2 separate regions of the Gasterosteus aculeatus genome follow, and region 1 is linked to region 2. A link is a contact called in public Hi-C data. All regions are on one chromosome and are shown on one strand. Each heading gives the region's core, a stretch centred on a gene start, on an enhancer-like site or on the middle of the called end of the contact. The rest is flanking DNA. Distances are from core to core; before and after follow the strand shown.

Evidence for each region. A called contact is a pair of places that touch in the nucleus more often than the background predicts.
Region 1: a Hi-C map of whole body shows a contact between it and region 2, with 3 times the contacts expected there. The contact joins the promoter of LOC120825256 here to the enhancer-like site in region 2. A contact is called at or near these places in 3 of 6 Hi-C or Micro-C datasets (skeletal muscle and whole body).

What each region holds. Positions count from the first base shown.
Region 1 is chr9:11,965,677-11,970,239 of fGasAcu3.hap1.1, forward strand. It overlaps LOC120825256 (protocadherin-10), which reads right to left and starts at 2,952. Exons shown (of 5, transcript XM_040186784.2): 1 at 1-2,952. The coding sequence starts at 1,723.
Region 2 is chr9:11,771,809-11,776,574 of fGasAcu3.hap1.1, forward strand. No RefSeq gene overlaps it. Among protein-coding and RNA genes, the nearest start is that of pcdh18a, 26 kb to the left of the region's middle. Within about 2 kb of position 2,468, at least 1 of the 9 cell types and tissues checked has open chromatin away from gene starts, as enhancers often do.

The DNA.
Region 1 (4,563 bases), core at 1,702-4,201, 190 kb after region 2:
AGTAGCCGGGCTCAGCAGAGCGCGGCAGGTGTTCTTTGGCTGTGCCGTTTTTACCGATGGGTGCTATGACAGTGGGGGCGTTATCGTTTTGGTCGACTATGATCACATTTACAGTGGTATTGGAGAGGAGCTCAATGGCACCGGAGTCCTTTGCCTGGACCATGAAGCTAAACTCCTTCAGCAGCTCGTAATCAAAAGAGCGCAGCGCGTAAAGGTAGCCGGTGTCCTGGTTAATGGATACATATGTGTCCACAGACATGCCCTGTATGTCACACTCCAATATGGAGTAAGTAATAAGAGCGTTTTGCCCTACGTCGGGGTCGAGGGCACTCACGGCGTGAATGAAAGCACCCGGCACGTTATTCTCAGTCACATACACATCATAAACAACCTGCGTAAAACGGGGCGCGTTGTCGTTCTCGTCGGAGACGTGCACTTTAATGGACTTGCTGGTGGCGAGCGAGGGCTGACCCTTATCTTTTGCCACCACGGTGATTGTGTAGGAGTCGGTGTTCTCCCTGTCCAGCGGTCCGTCTGTCACGATGGTGTAGTAGTTTTTAAAAGACGATTTCAGCTTGAAGGGGACATCTCCCAGAATCTCGCAGCTCATGTGTCCATTCTCACCAGAGTCCCGGTCCGAAACGCTAAAGAGTGCAATCACGGTGCCCGGGGCGTCCTGCTCGCTCACAGACTCCGTCACGGTGCTGAAACCGATCTCGGGCGTGTTGTCGTTCACGTCCACGAGTTTGACCAGCACTTTGCAGTGAGCGGGGACCGCGTTGGCCCCCAAATCCTTAGCCTGGATATAAATCTGATGCGTGTTGCTCTCCTCAAAGTCCACTTCACCGGCCACCTCTATCCGGCCGGATCTGGCGTCAATGTTGAACAAGTCCTTTATCCGCGGGGCGTTATGACTGCTGAAAGAATAAACGATTTCCCCGTTTTGTCCCTCGTCGACATCCGTGGCGTTGAGTTGAATGATCAGAGTGCTCAACGGAGAGTTTTCCCGCAGGTTGACAGAGTACACGGACTGGTCAAAGGTGGGCGCGTTGTCGTTAGAGTCTAGAACCTTAACGACCAGGAGAGCCGTCCCAGTCCGCTGCGGGATGCCGCCATCCACAGCCGTCAGCACGTAGCGGTGCACCGCCTGCTGTTCCCTGTCCAGCGGCTTCTCTAGCACCAGCTCCGCGAACTTGTTCCCGTCACTCTGCGTCTGCACGTCAAGGTAAAAATAGTTGTTATTCGTTATGGCATAGGTGCTGAGCGCGTTGGTGCCCACGTCGGGGTCAAAGGCATTCTCCACCGGGAAACGGGTCCCGGGAATGGCGCTCTCCGATATCTCCACGGAAATGTCCGTCTCGGGAAAGCTGGGTGGGTTGTCGTTGATATCCATCACCTCGATCTCCACGCGAAAGAGCTCCAGTGGGTTCTCCAAAAACACCTCCAGGTGCAGTAGGCACGGGGTGGTCTGCTTGCAGATTTCTTCTCGGTCGATTTTCTCCTTCACCAAAAGCGCACCGTTCTCTAAGTTCACCTCCAGATACGGTGTCCGTGAACTCGGCACCGTCTGGAAGCGGCGAGCAGAAAGTTTGGTAATGTCCAGCCCCAAATCTTCCGCAATATTCCCAACCACAGAGCCAGGTTCCTGCTCCTCCGGCAGGGAGTAGTGTAGCTGAGACACCGCTCCATCCAGGATGAAGAGCAGGAATATTAACCAAAACATCTCCGATCCCTCTCACAAAGTGCACTTCAAGACGATTTAAAAAAAAGATGTTATTCCTTTTTCTTACGAGAAATTAGCATTTCCCATTTTCTCTGTCCGTAAAAGAGAAATAAAATAAACAGCAGTAAAGCTCTGCGTTTGTGAAATTCCTCTCCTCTGCCTCGGGTCAGTTGAACATTGTGTCGTTTCAGCTGTAAGAAGCACAGCCATTTGATCCGAGCTTCTCTGTTTTAATCAATTCTGCACCGGTCTGTGAGTTTTGGCGTCAGCGCAAAACATTGCAGGCTGGAGCCAGGAAGCAAAGCCAACACTCCCCGTGCGCAAAACAGACAGCGCGTTCTTTACACAAAGTACGGAACAACATATGACATTCCACGCGAACAGGGAAAGAAAAACTATAAAACAGCAAAAAGTCCTATTTACGCACCGACGGGATCTATAACAATAATAACTTCTCAACGAACACTGGCGAATAACAGGACTTTCTCTCTCTTTCTCTCGCTCTCTCTCTCTCGCGCGCGCGCTCTGAGAGGATGTAATCACTGCGCCTAAGCGCTCAAAGCGGATGATGTTCGCAGCTCGGCTTCTGCACGGCGAGTGTGAGCAGCGGAGTTGGTTTTGCGCACAGCTCCTTTCCCCGCCAGCCAATGGTATTCTCAAACACCGGGTGTAATGGCACCTGATTGGGGCTCTGCGACGCCAGCCAGAGAACACCACCGGGCCCTCATGATAAAACCAGTGAGGTGCCGCTGCGCTCCTCTCGCTTCTCTCTCCCCTTTTCGCCCCCCTCTCCCCCCAACCTCCACCCCGTGCCCAGCCTCAGTTGTGGCAGGAACATTACATGTTTTACACATCTAGTGGATTGGTGACCATTGAGGATCCGTGCGCATAATGTTGCAGCAGCCAAGGGAGGGCTGGTTTATCTGAAATATTGTATTGAAAAAATAGTCATAACAATATTTCTGCATTTCTCGTTATCTATTAGTGTGACAAATTGTTCGTTATATGCAATGAAAAGACTCGTGAGGTTTCTCTTAACGCAACCGTTGAAGCAGTTTGGTGTTTGCTCTGGTACTAATGCATGGGTCAGAAAGGAGCCAGGATGCCCAAGGACCACCATGTAAAGAGCCTGCGCAAGTATAGCTAGTGACGCAATACCCCCCGTGCCATGGACACCCCCACTCCCCCTCTCTCTCTTTCTCTGATGAACGCACAACAGTAAAAAAAAAAGAAATCCTTTCAAATAAAGTAGCCTATGTCTCCAGTGTGTTTGGTAGTGAGCATCAGTATGATCCAAGGTTCCGTCAAAGTGGGATCACACATGAGTTACTTTAATTCAGTGTAATGAAGCATCGTGCTTGAGTCCTACCGTGTTTCTAATAGCCTGGAGTCTATTCGTTTGCCTATCTTAACATTCCTATCATTAACCCTCTCCCATGCTGGCCGCAACTGTGGAGCAGTTGCATCACGCGCTAATTTAATTCATAAAGCATGAATTAAATATGCAAATGGCACAGTTGTGAGGGAGACACAAATTGTGGGGGTCTAACTTCTTTGCATTCGCAGGATGATGACAAAAAGATGAAAAACAGCGTAATTGCAGCTATTTAGCATACGTCTGCAATTCCTTAATGCAATTGACGCGGCGCAACATTATCGAGCGTAATGCAAAGCGACGTGCCCATTGTGCAGTGAGAGACTCGCGAGAGATTTGCGATTCTGCATCTCGCCATACAAGTCAGAAGAAAACAAAACGTAGACGTTGGATGGATTTCCAGCCCATATCTGAGCCGTAGATGTGTGACTGAATCAAGTCGACACTGAAGTCGGATCTCCGAGTAGAGCGCACAGCAGCTCCTATCCGTCTCCATGTCTCCGTCAGGGTGTTACAGAGACCAACGTCGCCCCCTCGCGTCTGCCCACTTTTACTTTTTTATACCTTGAGATGAAGAGAGAGCTTGAATTTCTTTCCACTCAATAATTGTGGAACTTATTTAATTGGTAGAACTAGCTCAAAAGCACAAACCATCTAAACATAAGGCAAATGAAAATAATTAAAAAACAATTAGGAACATGAATTGAAACATTAAAGCCATTACAAAATGAACACGCTAAAAATAGAATAAAATGGAGTAAATTGCAGAAATGTAGGTGTATTTAAGCAGTAAATATAAACAAAAATTGAAAGAAATTCAAACCAACATTGTGTAAAAATTTCTCACAAAAAATACACAATATTTGATTTAGTGCACACTTGTGCCTTGATGGCAGTTACAACGATGACAGTGTTTAATTTTTCTGTTTATGTACACAACCTTGAAACTGACCAGATAATTAGTGACAGCGGCTGGACTGTGCAACGATCAAACCTGCATGTTTGTAGCTAAACATCTATCTATAGTTGTAGTTGTCTATAGGGAAGTTTTGGCGCAGCACATGTGTGCACATGTACATGTACACAAAAGTGTATATAAAGGCCACACGTGTTCTCAAACTCTGGCTGATTAAACCTCTGCTCATGTTGATCTTAGGTGGAGTTATGCTTCAAAATGATGTCACAAAACTCTTTGGACAATCTGCATTTTATCACAGCAAACATTTTGAGTAAGAAAATCACAGGTGTTGCTTTAATACTACAACAACTCAATGAAATATAGTCACATTTCATGTTATACTTCCAACTTTACTGTGACATTTCAACATAATATATTTACATATACATAAATATACATAAACAACAGTTTGTACACAGTCCTGGAAGAACATCTAATCAATCGAAACATGTGAAGACATTTGTGTGGGTTTAGCGTGGATGTGTGGGTATTTAAGACTTTCGGCTG
Region 2 (4,766 bases), core at 1,218-3,717:
GATGCAATTGATGTTTTGTTGATGTTTTCTAAGTAGTGAGGTGTTCTAATAGTCTCGATATGTGTTTATGTGCACTTGCAGGGACGTGGCCCCACAGTGCAGGTTAGCTCAACGGATATGTTTGAGCATTTGATTCATTAGCACTAACAGGGAAACCACAGATACTGCGCTTACTGCTTTAACAGGCGCTATCACCACATGCCCGGTTATAACCTTTATGTGAAACTATGATTACAGCAGCGCCAAGTGCGGCGGGGTGGTGTATTGTTGAGGCAGGTGTATTAAATTACAAAAAACAATGTTGCTGTATGTTTATATTTGTAGTCTCCATGTCCGACCATGGAGGTCTTTTAGTGCATGTTTGTGCGTGTGATCATGCTCTACTGGTGCCCATACAATTACTCATCAGGTAACACTGTCAGCTTTAATTGCCGTAGTTTGTACTTTTATTGCTGTAAGCACACAGCTGAAACATGTTAAAAGCCTTTTAGAGGCAGTTAGATCATTCTCAATCTATGATGTTTCACTCGAAAGCATGACTGTATGAGTTTTGTCAATAAACCAACAGCCACAATTTGCTTTTATTTTAAATTTCTGTGTTTTTTTTGCATCTGACCCCTGAGAATGAAATCCTTGTCATTTGTCCTGATTTCCTGTCTTTCTGTCTTTTAAAATTATTAGAAATGCTGATGTGAGCCATCATCACATAAACCTCTCTTCTAAAGCTGCTTTATATATATAACCTGTGTGCAGCTGGAGAAGCCAAAGAAGTGCTATTGAACAGTTAATCCCATAAAACCAACAGATTACAGAATATTCTTTGCCAGTCAAGGCACTAGGCCATTAGCCCAAAGTGCCCTCTTAGGCTCTCTTCATGTGCCAATAACACTCGTCCTTTTAAACCCCTCTCATTCTTTGAATATCTTTCAGTATTTCTTCCTATTTTTAATTTTGAGTACTTTTTTATTATGAAGTGATAAATCACTCAATCATTGCTATCACCATTATTACTTTTCTTATGATTCTCATCCTTATTTTCTCAGTCCATTACAATGGTCTTGTACTTTAGCAAACATGCTCAACAGGTGTAGACCAAACAACTTTGGAAGCCAATCTCTTTCCTTCTATCTATCATAAGTCTACTGTCATCCACCATTAAGCAGTATTTTGGAAAATAGTCAATTTCAGCCGTCACCTTTAGAAGAAACATGGTTTCTGGTAAACAAGATCTTCATTAGCCAAGGAAGATAAATGGACAAAGGGGGAGAAACAAGGGAGAAAGATTTAAAGAGGAGTTGAATACAGATAGACCAACTCGTTGCTATTGAACTAAATGGAAATCAGAGAAATTGAGTATTTGTCACTCTAAGCCTCTTGGAAAGCCTCTGGTCCTTCAGGAGACTATAACGTCATTGGCTTGTCTGCAAGCACATTTGATTCTGTATTATATTGTACACAAATTCTTCACCAAATGTTATTGTAACGATGTTATCTGGCAGCCCCACACACGTAATGTTGTGTTAATCCAGTTCATCACAGACATGCTGAAAGCCCTGCTGGTTCCGATGGAGACATGTCATCATCTGTATATACTTGAGTGTGTGTTTTGGTATTTTGTTTGTGTATTGGCTTGTGCTTATTTTGTAGCGCTACGTGAGAGTCCTAGATAAACAGAAGCAGGTATTTTATTGTGACTTTCTCATTTCTATACGAGCTAAAAATCACACTTTATAAACTCAGCTGTTCCCATCCCTTCCACTCAGAATAAAGGGGGAACTTTGGAATGACCAACAGAGAGAAGAGAAGAAGAGGGTGGACGGCCAGCTTTGCTGATGGCGGAGGCAGATATGTCTTGGGTTATCTACCATTCCTGCCTCTGGCAGAGAACTGAAGTACACATTTACAATAACACACACACACTGGAGGGGACTAGGTGGTAGCCACTGATGCCTGGCTGTATCGATTAAAAGAATAACACAGTTATTTCTGCAGGTGTGTCTCCAGCAGCTAGTCCCCCTGTGGCTGTAGGGGAGATGACGAGGGGGGCAGGAAATAGGGAGGAGACCAAGAAATGCAAAGATGGACGGAGGATGTGAAAAGCAGGATGGATGGATCGATGTATGGTAAGAGTAAGAGAGGCAAGGGGGAAACCATGAGGTGGAGGTAAACAAGGGTTAAAAGAGAGAACAAGAGCAGACAAGGAGGCATGAGGTGAAACAAAGATGGGGGTTAAATTGTGGAAGGCGGTGCAGGACAAAAAAAGAGAAGAGAAAGAAACCACCAAAGATTTATCCGCCAACACATTTCCACATTTATGGATTGAATGCAACTTTTTTTAGATGCTTCTGATCAGTGCGGGTGAGGAAACAGTAACTCAACCGCTGTGTGTGTGTGTGTGTGTGTGTGTGTGTGACTGATTGAATTGGAGTGAGTTATGGATTTGTGTTTTGCGTAGTAAATGTGCTACTACGAGCGTGTGGTGTGTTTGTGTGTGTGTGGATGGGGCATGTGTGTCCAGGGTATCTTTCAGTATATCTGTGTGTGTGCAGGGTAGCTTTCGGTGTGCATGGAAGTGTATGTGTGTGTACTTCCAAAATTTTCCAGGGGTAATAGTCAACTGCCAGAGTCGAGCGCTACTGAGAGAATTATATTGACGTGAGACAAAATTTACAACTGCTCTCACCCTCCCCCTCCCTTTTCCCTCACCCTTCTCCATTCCAGCCACCCTGATGGGCCAAGGTCGGCCAATTACCCTTCACTGACCAGCACAGACACACACAAACACACGCACACACAAGAGCATGTCCCGTCGGCTTGTGTGTGTTTGAGTGTAGTGTCGGGGACAGCGGCTTGGCATGCTAGATTCATGGAAAATATGTCAGCCATCAGCCTGGGCATTTCAAACAATGCCTCACAATGTGCTTGACAGCCCTGAAAAACAGCCTGGTGCTTGGAAACTGCCAGCCCATCATCTCAACTCCCTCATCTGGGCCCTCTGTGGATCCTCAGTCTCTCTCTCACACTGTTTGTGTGCATCTCCCAGCATCTCTCTCAATATCTCATTTTCTCCCCTAATTCACCCTCCAAGCTCTCATTTTCTGTCACACACACTCTCCCTCGAATCCTTCCTCAATTCTTTCGTATTATCAATCCTCCACCCTCAGACACATCCCCAATTTTACATTTTTCTTCTCCCCCGTTCCACAAAAGCACCTTTTATTCACAGCTTTTTCCCTTTTCCATTCCTCCTCCGCTCCTCCATCTTGTAAAACAGCACCAGATGCCCCTTATTAGGAGCTGAGCGGTAGGTCACCTGGTAGTTAAGTACATAACACACACTTGTGCTGAAAGCCAGCACACACACACACACACACACACAGGGTAGTTATGTACATGATGGTATTATCTGGCCGGGCGGTTATATATCTTGGTGAGACACAAGCCCATAAAGCTGCAGGGACATGCAGTCCCCGTCTCTGCTTTTCTCCACCCTCCCTCCCCTCTGGTCACACGCAGTAACAGGCAGCCGTGATTCACAGCATTCAATTTACACGGGCTCGTAACAGGAGGTGATGGGCTCTTGGAGGTTTTGAGGCGGGCTATTGGTTCGTTGGTGGGGAGGGGGCAACAGGGAACATGTGTTTGAGTGAGGAAGGGAAATTAAATAGCGAGTTCTCAGCAAGAGCGATGCTGTAACTGATTAGAATCATGAAGAATTCAGACACATGCATTTCGATTTAATGGAAATTGACATTTACGTAACTCTGTTGATCAAAATGCAACCGCAGTGATGCTCAGAAGTGTGCGTGTGTGTGTTTGTGCTGACCCTCTTGTGTCTTGTTTGTGCATCTTTCCAAGTCTGCACACAAGTGCCAACGAGAGCAATGAGAACAATCCATAACAGGCCGACCCCAATCCCATTCCCCGTATGAATATGTATCATTTGCAAAAACCCTGATCCGTATCTGTTTGCTTTAATTCTGTAAAAGGCAGACCCCCCCCCCCCCCCCCCAGGCCAATTTCCTTTCATGCATGCATATATAAACTCATAAGACTGTTGTGGTTCAACAGCACATCTGCTGCTGAGAATTTATTTGGGAAAATATTTTTGGGCACGGTTCTGCTGAAAGGTCTTTTCAGGTTTTACGTGATATTTTGTTTATACCACTCAGAGAAAATGATACTTGTTTCTCTTAGAAGAAAATAATAATATTAACAATTTACTGTTTTAAAGCCTCCTTAACTCCGTAGAAAGTAATAATGCACATTTATCATTGAACCCAATGTCACATGTAGCCAGCCAGTGATTTCCCTGATAAGAAGAATAGAAGTATGACAATAATATGTAAATGTGGTTATCCATTCATCACTGTATTGATTTAACTGCATTCAGCATTTGCATGAATGCTAAGTGTGTCTGCAGGATGTAGCCACATTATGGAGGCTCAGTGTGGTAGATTGGCTCCATCACAGTCTCGGGACATTTGTTATGTGATATTGCTCCCCTGCCTATGGGCATTAAAGTGATGTGCATGGTGAGAGGTAGTAAACAAATAGCTTGGCATCCAACACGAAAGCCCAAGGGATTGTCAAATCATCTACTTGTATTTGTGTATACATATAATTATGAATGATGTGAGCCATTTAAACACAGTGCATGCCTGAATGTATCCAACGCCATTTTGTTATGTGTAAATATAATGAAGTCATGTGTTTATTATCAGCTGGAGGGATAAATATACAGCACACCTGGTCTAGAGAGATAT